Linked DNA regions of Mus musculus: all the other regions are linked to region 2. Evidence: chromatin contacts called from public HiChIP or PLAC-seq data. All regions are on one chromosome and are shown on one strand. Each heading gives the region's core, a stretch centred on a gene start, on an enhancer-like site or on the middle of the called end of the contact. The rest is flanking DNA. Distances are from core to core; before and after follow the strand shown.

What was found. HiChIP or PLAC-seq counts read pairs in DNA pulled down with a chosen protein or histone mark.
Region 1: an H3K27ac HiChIP or PLAC-seq map of bone marrow-derived dendritic cells shows a contact between it and region 2, with 5 times the contacts expected there. The contact joins two enhancer-like sites. A contact is called at or near these places in 4 of 484 Hi-C or Micro-C datasets (bone marrow-derived dendritic cells, bone marrow-derived macrophages, muscle stem cells and 1 more) and 1 of 115 datasets of contacts at active chromatin or transcription factors (bone marrow-derived dendritic cells).
Region 3: an H3K27ac HiChIP or PLAC-seq map of bone marrow-derived dendritic cells shows a contact between it and region 2, with 7 times the contacts expected there. The contact joins two enhancer-like sites. A contact is called at or near these places in 4 of 115 datasets of contacts at active chromatin or transcription factors (Th17 cells, bone marrow-derived dendritic cells, embryonic basal ganglia and 1 more) and 1 of 9 other capture datasets (bone marrow-derived macrophages).

What each region holds. Positions count from the first base shown.
Region 1 is chr10:96,130,910-96,133,609 of GRCm38.p6, reverse strand. No RefSeq gene overlaps it. Among named protein-coding and RNA genes, the nearest start is that of Gm40746, 49 kb to the left of the region's middle. Within about 2 kb of position 1,284, at least 52 of the 459 cell types and tissues checked have an H3K27ac peak or open chromatin away from gene starts, as enhancers often do. A contact at or near this core is called in bone marrow-derived dendritic cells and bone marrow-derived macrophages, where this site is marked.
Region 2 is chr10:96,272,837-96,275,536 of GRCm38.p6, reverse strand. No RefSeq gene overlaps it. Among named protein-coding and RNA genes, the nearest start is that of Gm40747, 15 kb to the right of the region's middle. Within about 2 kb of position 1,351, at least 111 of the 459 cell types and tissues checked have an H3K27ac peak or open chromatin away from gene starts, as enhancers often do. A contact at or near this core is called in Th17 cells, bone marrow-derived dendritic cells and bone marrow-derived macrophages, where this site is marked.
Region 3 is chr10:96,457,994-96,460,895 of GRCm38.p6, reverse strand. No RefSeq gene overlaps it. Among named protein-coding and RNA genes, the nearest start is that of Gm33843, 140 kb to the left of the region's middle. Within about 2 kb of position 1,520, at least 65 of the 459 cell types and tissues checked have an H3K27ac peak or open chromatin away from gene starts, as enhancers often do. A contact at or near this core is called in Th17 cells, bone marrow-derived dendritic cells and bone marrow-derived macrophages, where this site is marked.

The DNA of each region.
Region 1 (2,700 bases), core at 35-2,534, 140 kb after region 2:
TTATCTTGAAAAGCATGATTCTCTCTGGTTGCTATCTACTTCAAAAAGACTTAAAAATATACAAATAAAAATATTTTTATTTATTAATTTGTTTATTTATTTATTTATTTATTTTTCCCATTTTTTATTAGGTATTTAGCTCATTTACATTTCCAATGCTATACCAAAAGTCCCCCATACCCACCCACCCCCTACCCACCCACTCCCCCTTTTTGGCCCTGGCGTTCCCCTGTACTGGGGCATATAAAGTTTGCCTGTCCAATGGGCCTCTCTTTCCAGTGATGGCCGACTAGGCCATCTTTTGATACATATGCAGCTAGAGTCAAGAGCTCCGGGGTACTGGTTAGTTGATAATGTTGTTCCTCCTATAGGGTTGCAGACCCCTTTAGCTCCTTGGCTACTTTCTCTAGCTCCTCCATTGGGAGCCCTGTGATCCATCCATTAGCTGACTGTGAGCATCCACTTCTGTGTTTGCTAGGCCCCGGCATAGTCTCACAAGAGACAGCTACATCTGGGTAAAAATATTTTTGTTCCATCAACCTTATGCATATTTTTTTTACATTCCTAGACTGGCAAGATTTCTCTTTGTCTATAGATCTGCCCTCTTGGAAAGTCTTCCTCCCTCCTGTGACATGGAAGGATCTTGGTCTTTTTTTTTTTCTTAGTTGGAAGCAAAGAAAGCAAAGTACTGAAGAAACAGCTTGCATCACCAAACACCTAAAGATACATCATGAATTTATACCTTTAATATATCTTACAGCCTGCAAGACAGAAACTGGGTAAGCCTTCCCATGCATAAGGAAGTGTGTCTGGGGATATTGGGTACTGCACTTAATGTCATGTATGCAGAGAGTTGATCCTTTTCCTTTCTCCCTAATTTGTCTGTCTTTCCCTCCTTTTGTTCTCTCAGAAAGCCCACCACTTCAGAAAGTCTAAAGAGATAGGGGCTTATGAGAGTCAGATAAAAAATATTTTGAAAGGGATAGTCATGCATTTCCTGGCTTTGGAGAGGTCTTGGTGGTGTGCTCTTAGATGTTGTGATATTAGTTAGGATCAACACCCTGCCATTGGGCATGGGGTCTCTGGAATCTTCACTCCTGGGTGTAGCTGGAGGAGAATGCGTTCTGTGTGTCTGTAACCAGAAAGGGTAGAATGCTAAAGCCGGTCTAATTAAGGCCAGTCTGCCTGTCCATGACTGTCTGTCAGACTTGAGTCTGGCCTGCCTAGTGCAGTGGAAACAAGTGGGTTTTTTTTTTTTTCCTCCTTTTTCCTCATGTTTTAACTGTGTGAGGTTACAGTGCCACCATGTGGATCCTCCGGTGTGAACCTGGATAATGAAGCTGGGGCTACAAAAGTGGTCACAGGCAACCTAAAAGACTTGGGAACAGGGACAGAAAGAGAAACCCGGTTTTTGAAAAGACACCGTGGTTCGTCAGGAAAAACAGAAGTCACGTCGGTCGGTCAAAAGATAATTTACATTCGTGAGCACCGCTTGGAGCCAAACAGACGCTAGTTGAAACTTACCAAACTGTCTTTACAGCCTCAGTTGCCTTGTCTGTGTAACGGGCACTGTAGTAGCTCCTCTAGGCTGCCGTTAGAATCAAAAGGCAGTGCACACAAAGTGCTCTCTGCCTGCCATGTCTGGTTGTTATGACTGAGCTAAGAAAGGAACTTCACAGCCTTATGCTGAACCGCAGTCCCGTGCTAGGACTCTCGACATTTTGCCCATGGTTTTACCTTGATTTAAGCCTTAACCATTTCACCTTCCCCTGCCTTTGACATGTGAGCTTTGCAGCAGTCAAATTTCAAATCATGTATTTCAAATCATGTTTCCATCATCTTGTAGCTTTGTAGCCTTGGGATATTTAAACCTTCTGAGCTGGGAAGCTGTGTGGTGATGCTGGCCCTTTGTTCCAGCATCCAGGGTATGGAAGCAAGAGGCTACCCTCTTGTTCAAGGATATTCTCTGCTAGATAGTTAGTTAGACTCCAGTATGGACTCACAAGACCCTGCCTGGGGAAAATAAAAATAGGGAACAACAAAATCCTGAGTCCTGGTTTCCTTGTCTGTAAAATGGGGTTAAGAACCTGTTACAGAGGGAACTAGAGCTCGGGCACTCGAAGCTTCGGATGCAGTAACTTCAATGGTCATCAGTCTGCGCCCATCACTGTTACGGTCATGACTACACTACAGGACAGCACAGCCTCACCTTGACCTCCAAGTAACAAAACCTTTAAGTTCACCTTAACATCAAAGAGCGATTGAGGAACTAGACAGGAAGCAACTTCTGTGGTCTATTTACCTACACACCTCAATGTTGAGGTTCTGTGGTTTTTATAAGGTTATCTTCTCAAGGCTAAAAGTGCAGCTATGAACAGTTTACACCTCAGTGTTTTCAGTATTAAAGTGTATTTCATAGTCAAGGTTAATAGTGCCATGTGTTAGTAGCACACACCTTTAATCCCAGTACTCAGGAGGCAGAGGCAGATGGATCTCTGAGTTTGAGACCAGCCTGGTCTACATATAGAGTTCCAGGACAGCCAGGGCTACCTAGACAAACCCTGTCTTGAAAAGCAAACAAACAGAAAACAGAACAAAACAGTTACTACTCTGATGTCTTTAATTTATTTTACATGTCTTCATCTTCTGAGGCCCCAAATCCAGTCCTTTCAAATCAAGCAAAATCTTAGAACTAATGAA
Region 2 (2,700 bases), core at 102-2,601:
CTACAGCTTAACCTAACTGAATCTTTGGTCTTGAAAAGTTTCCAGGCCATTCTGGGTTTCTGCTTTCTGGAGCTGTCTTTGTGTTTTGGAGAGTGGTTGGAAGAATAGAGAGCAAAGCGAAAACTATGTCCTTCTACTCAAAGAGCTGGTAGGGGCAGGTTTGCTTAAACATCAAGTATAGTTTTACCAGGTTTAAGATGAAATACCGGCTGCATGCAATGCTCAGGTTTTTCTTATTCCTTGTGGTCGAAGTTGTTAGAAGTGGGATATTAACTGCACCAAAACCACTTTCACTTCTAGATAAAATACCAACAGAAATGTAGAGCCAAGAAAAGGTCAAGTTTCATTTTAGTCATTGTCTGGAAAAAAAAATCACTATTAATGGTCAAAAGAGTTGTTCTAAAATTTGAGCTGACACCACATCTCCTCCAGAGTATGTGACACAGTGGTCTGGGCCTTAACCTCGGGGTCTCTGATTCAGTAAGACTGCAGTGGGGCTCGAGGATTCACGTCTCTAATAAATGTACAGGTGACACGGATACTATGGGCCTGAGAAACCTCACTTTGAGAGCTTCACTCTTTGGATACCATGGGGGAAAGACCATGATGGCTTTTCTTGTTCAGTTTGATGTCGGCAGCCAAAGTGCTTTTAGCGGAGAAATATCCAATTTGCAATCAAAGTCTGCATCAGACCCCTGACCTACCTGTCTATCTCCTAGTTTGCCTGCTCTGGGGAAGCTGCTCCGGGAGATACTGTTTCAATCAATTATAAGTAAGTGCAATGTATTCATGGCTATCTTAGAGGAAATGGCCTTGAAATCAGACTCTCCCTGGCAAACTTCATTAAAGAGAACAGAGAACTTTTATGTGATTTTTTTTTCCTCTAGCTGGTATACTGACAGAAACCTTAGCTTTTATTCTCATCCAATGGTGGTATCTAAGAAGCAACCCCCACAAACTCCGCATGGATTCAGGTAGTGATGTTAATTAGGTTGAGTCACAAAGCTGAGGTGAAGCTAAACTGGATGATTTGTGCATCACAAGAAAATGAGCTATGCTCCCTGAATGCCTATTTTCTCTAGCATATCATAATAGAAGTGTGCATCTCACATACAGGGTCCTGCCTAGGTCTGTTCTTTACTATAGAAGCAATGAATAAATGAATAAAAATATGTGCATGCCAATGTCTGGTATGGTTTGTCACATGAGCCAAATAAAACTGCTGAGGTAAGGTCTATACCATAGCTGGCCAAACCTCAACTTCTGTGTTTTGCACAGCTGTCAACACTTTGTGAGGGAAGCACCAGTTGTGGCAACTACTCAGGCCACAGAAACATTTCCAGTGGCTGCATCGAATGCTTGTAGCAAGGTTCAGTCTTCCTGGTAACAGAGGAGACAAGACCAATCAGAACAAAGCGTCTCCCTGAGACAGTGACTGGGGCAAGAGGAAGTCAGGTGACTTAGGCAGAGTCACTAAATCTCCTCTGTGATATTTAAGCCAGTGATTGCAGGAGATGCCATTCCCCTTCCGTTGTCCTTACTTTACACACTGAGTGTTAACACAATCAGGTACCAATTAGGTAGCAAATCAGTAACAGATATATTGATACGAAAGAGAAGAGTTGAGGAAATGAGCGAAGATGGCGAAAAATGATAAGTGTGATTAGAGACAAACCCCTCTGTCTATTTCCTGGATCTAGAGTGAAGCTTCCAGACACCCTTGTCATTTAATCTGAGCCCACAACAGAATCACAGTCTGAATCATATGAACAAAGCTGAGTACTGTGTTAGGTCTCACCCACTAGAAACCCTTTATACTTGAGCTTCCAGACTTTTTCTTTTCCCATGCTTTCTGGGCTTGCTGTCAACACATATGGGAATCTTTAAAGCTATGAATTGAAGACCCCAGAACCCCGCTGCCCCCAATGGAAGAAACCTACATTTTCATTTCAAGGGACCCTGTCAACTGATCCAGACTACTCATCTTACACTTCCCATCAGCTAAAAACAATTGTCTACCATGCATAGTCATTAAGTATTTTAAATTCTATTTGTTACACCAGTCAGAATTGTCCTAATAAAGAAATTATTTAGCGTGCAAATACCACTGAAAGTACAGTGCTCTAAGCTACCCTCTAAGAGCTGGGGTCAGAGGAAAACAGAAGCGGCTTGAAGACTGATCCCTGCAGCACTTTGATATTTAAAATCTAGGAATGAGAAAAGAAACTAGCAAAGGAGTCCCAGAAGAAACATCTATGTGTAAAAAGGAGAAATAAAGAAAGCTTCGATGTTAAAACAACAAAAATAGAAGTCCCGGAGAAGAGATAACCACTGTGCTCTACACAGTGCTGCAGGGTCCTTTGGTTCTGGGTTGCAGTTTTCAATTCTGAGATGCTTCCGTGTTCTACCTACAAGTATCCTGTTCTCTTAAAATTATGTGAGTTGGACGGTTAATGTGGACCAAGAACTCTTGATTGTGGTAGGATTCCTCTCACATGGTCTCCAGCAACTCCTGCTCCCTAGCCTTCATGTCCTTGATAATCTTCCCCCTCTCCCTTGACTGTGCACTGAAATCACTGCTGTATTTCTAATACACTGTGGCAGAAGTGACACAATGTCTCCAAAGTTGGATTAAGAAAGCATCACCACTCTCACTATGAGTACAGCTCTAACACTCTCTATTGGGTCATTCATTCTGGA
Region 3 (2,902 bases), core at 271-2,770, 190 kb before region 2:
TGGAGCGGGGAAACTATTTCATGTTAACACATCCAAAGGCTGAACAGCCCAGCCTCAGGGCATTCCCCTCCCAGAGAGCACAGGGGCCTGGAAGACCTCTAGACAGTTCTGTGTCATAGTCATGCACTAATCAGCGCTATTCAGCCTGTTCCACGCGTGGTCACATACGAGGTGCCCTGAAAACCACGAGGGCCACATAGCAACAATTATAATCAAAACCACCACAGCACTGACTGTGGCTTTTGAAATCTGAAGCTTCAAAAAGCAGACAGCCTTCCAGGGCAAGCCAGTGCTTTTTTTTTTTTTCCTCCTTCTTTCGCTCCCTTCCTCCTTCTCTCCCTCCCTCCCTCCCTCCCTCCCTCCCTCCCTCCCTCTCTCCTTCCTTCCTTTTCCTCCAACCCTGGCGTTTTAGATTCACCCCCGTGACAGTTATATATCAATAGATACAGAGTGCACGCTGCCTAAAGCAAATATATAAATGGCTTAAAGGGCAGGCAAAAGTGTCATGCGTCAGTAGACATTAGCTGAGGTGCGACTCTGCCGGTGTGACCAGAATAAAGACATCTCAGTTAGAGTCAATGTCTCGGAATTGGTGGCGTGGCTTGGCATACACAGCCCCTTAACGAATTCCCAGCATATGTGAAAGGACCCAGTAGCCATCTCTGCAATGTAGAATCTTAAAACCCTTTCTTCAGGCTTTAAGTGAGAATTGTCTAGCTGTTTCCTCACCTAAATTTCAGCTTACAACCGAATACAAGGCACTGAATTCAATTCTGAAAATGTAGCTTAAAAAAAAAAAAAGGATCCGTTCTCTTCCTTTCTGTGTAAGGCAGATGTGCTGTCCTGGAGAAGGCACTTGGCAGAAATGGAGCTTAGGTGTTCGTGTATCATTTAGGGAGAAGGCACTGCTGTCTTCCTGGAACCTCTGGCTGCAGAGTTCTTTACCTCTCTGCTGCACGCCTTGTGCAAAGTAGTGTGCTACAGAGAACTGTTAGGAAGAAAGTTTTGTTTCATTGTGTTCCTCTGGTGAATCCCAGATGTTAACGACTTGCTAAATTGTGACTGTTCAGACTCAGTGTGGTTTCCCAGCTCAGTCTCCAACACTCACAGTTTTAGATAGTTCATGGCCACAAACTCTAATTCTATGTGACAATCTTATAAAGGCTTTCAGGACCATGCCCATTCCCAGACTTAATTTGTGACCAGTTATATAAAGTTAAATAAATGTGGGTCCACCTCGATGGTGCCAAAAATCTGTCCAATTTCCTCAGTTTGATGGTCTGTTTTTATGTTACAAACCGTTTCAGTTAATGGCTTAAAAATAAGAGCAGATTTTTAAGATTTTGAATGTCAGGAGTTTAGGCAGACTTTCAGCCCTATGTCTTGTCAGCTCATGTCTTTTGGTTGCATTCATTTGGGGTGAAGGTTCAGTAGAGCCTTGCTCACAGGACAGTCACCCGGTGACCCTGAATATGACCCTCTGGCATCTGCTCATAGCCAATGTGAGCTTCCTTGTGGTGTTGTGGAGTTACTCAGACTTCTTAGAGAGCAGCAGGCTTCTGAAGGAGAGGAAGCTAATCTGTGAGTCATAGAATGGAACTTGGAAAAACCCTTTTCTTTAAGATGCTAGCGTAAGGAAAAACATAGCATTTCATGCTTCCATACACGTCCACTGCAAAACTCATATAAAAATATTAAAGCCCTTGGCCTGGAGAGACAGCTCAGTAGATAAAGGTGCTTACCACACAAGCCTGAGGACCCGAGACTGATCCTAGGAACCCTTAGTTGAAGAGGAGAACCAACTCAGGAAAGCCGTACTCTGACTCCCACATATGTGTTATGGTACACATGAGTCCATGGCATGCATGTGTCTGCAAGTGTGTACACATGCACTCTCGCGTGCACACACACACACACACACACACACACACACACAATGCACACACTAATAATAATAAATAAAAATACATAAATAAATACAACCCATCTGCTTTGAGCGCTAACTGTAGAAGATACACATAGCAAATGATATGGAGAACAATGTAACATCTTCTTATTTTGGTGTATGGGTGGTTTTCTTGCATGTATGCCCATGTGTCACTCACATGCCTAATGCCTGGCCTGGTGCCCACTGAGGCCTGAAGACAGCTTCTAATCCCCTGGAGCTAGAGTTACAGACAGTTGTGAGCTGCTAAACGGATGCTGCGAGTTAAACCCTGGTCCTCAGGAAGAGAAGCCGGTGTTCTTAACTGTCTCCAGTCCCTGGGGTCTTCTTATTTACAGTGTGATGAGGACCTTCAGCTATAGCATCATTGGGGGCTTTTAAAAACACAAGTCTTTGTCTCTATGATTAAAAAAAAATCCTAAGAAGATTTGTACCTTGTTGATTCTAATAATTCAGAACTATAAATACTATAAATGCCAAAAGATATGTATTTAATAAAATTAGTTTAATAAATTTAGCTTTTCTTTTCAGAATGGACATTCAATCAGACAACTTATTTTTACTATTTACTATGCAAATTTATGATTATACTTTGGCTCAATTTATTATAAATGACATTTTTCTAATGCAGGCTATTTGGGGCTAAAACCAATGCATGAAATGTGGCTATGATATAGAAATTGATTAATAAATGTTTGCTTTTGTAATTCTAGTTGTAATCTAAAATACTCTAATTGCCCAAACTGTTACAAGAAGGAAACATTTTGAACAGTTTTAGACTTACAAAAATCTGTGACAATGACAGAGTGGCCATGCCCCCATCCTTGCTGTTCCATTTTGCTTTTGCCTGACACTTTTACAATGCATTTGCTGTCATTAATGGACCAAGTTGATAACTCTGTCACTAGTGTCCACAGCACACTTAGTCTTAATTTTTACCTATCGACCTTTCTTTGG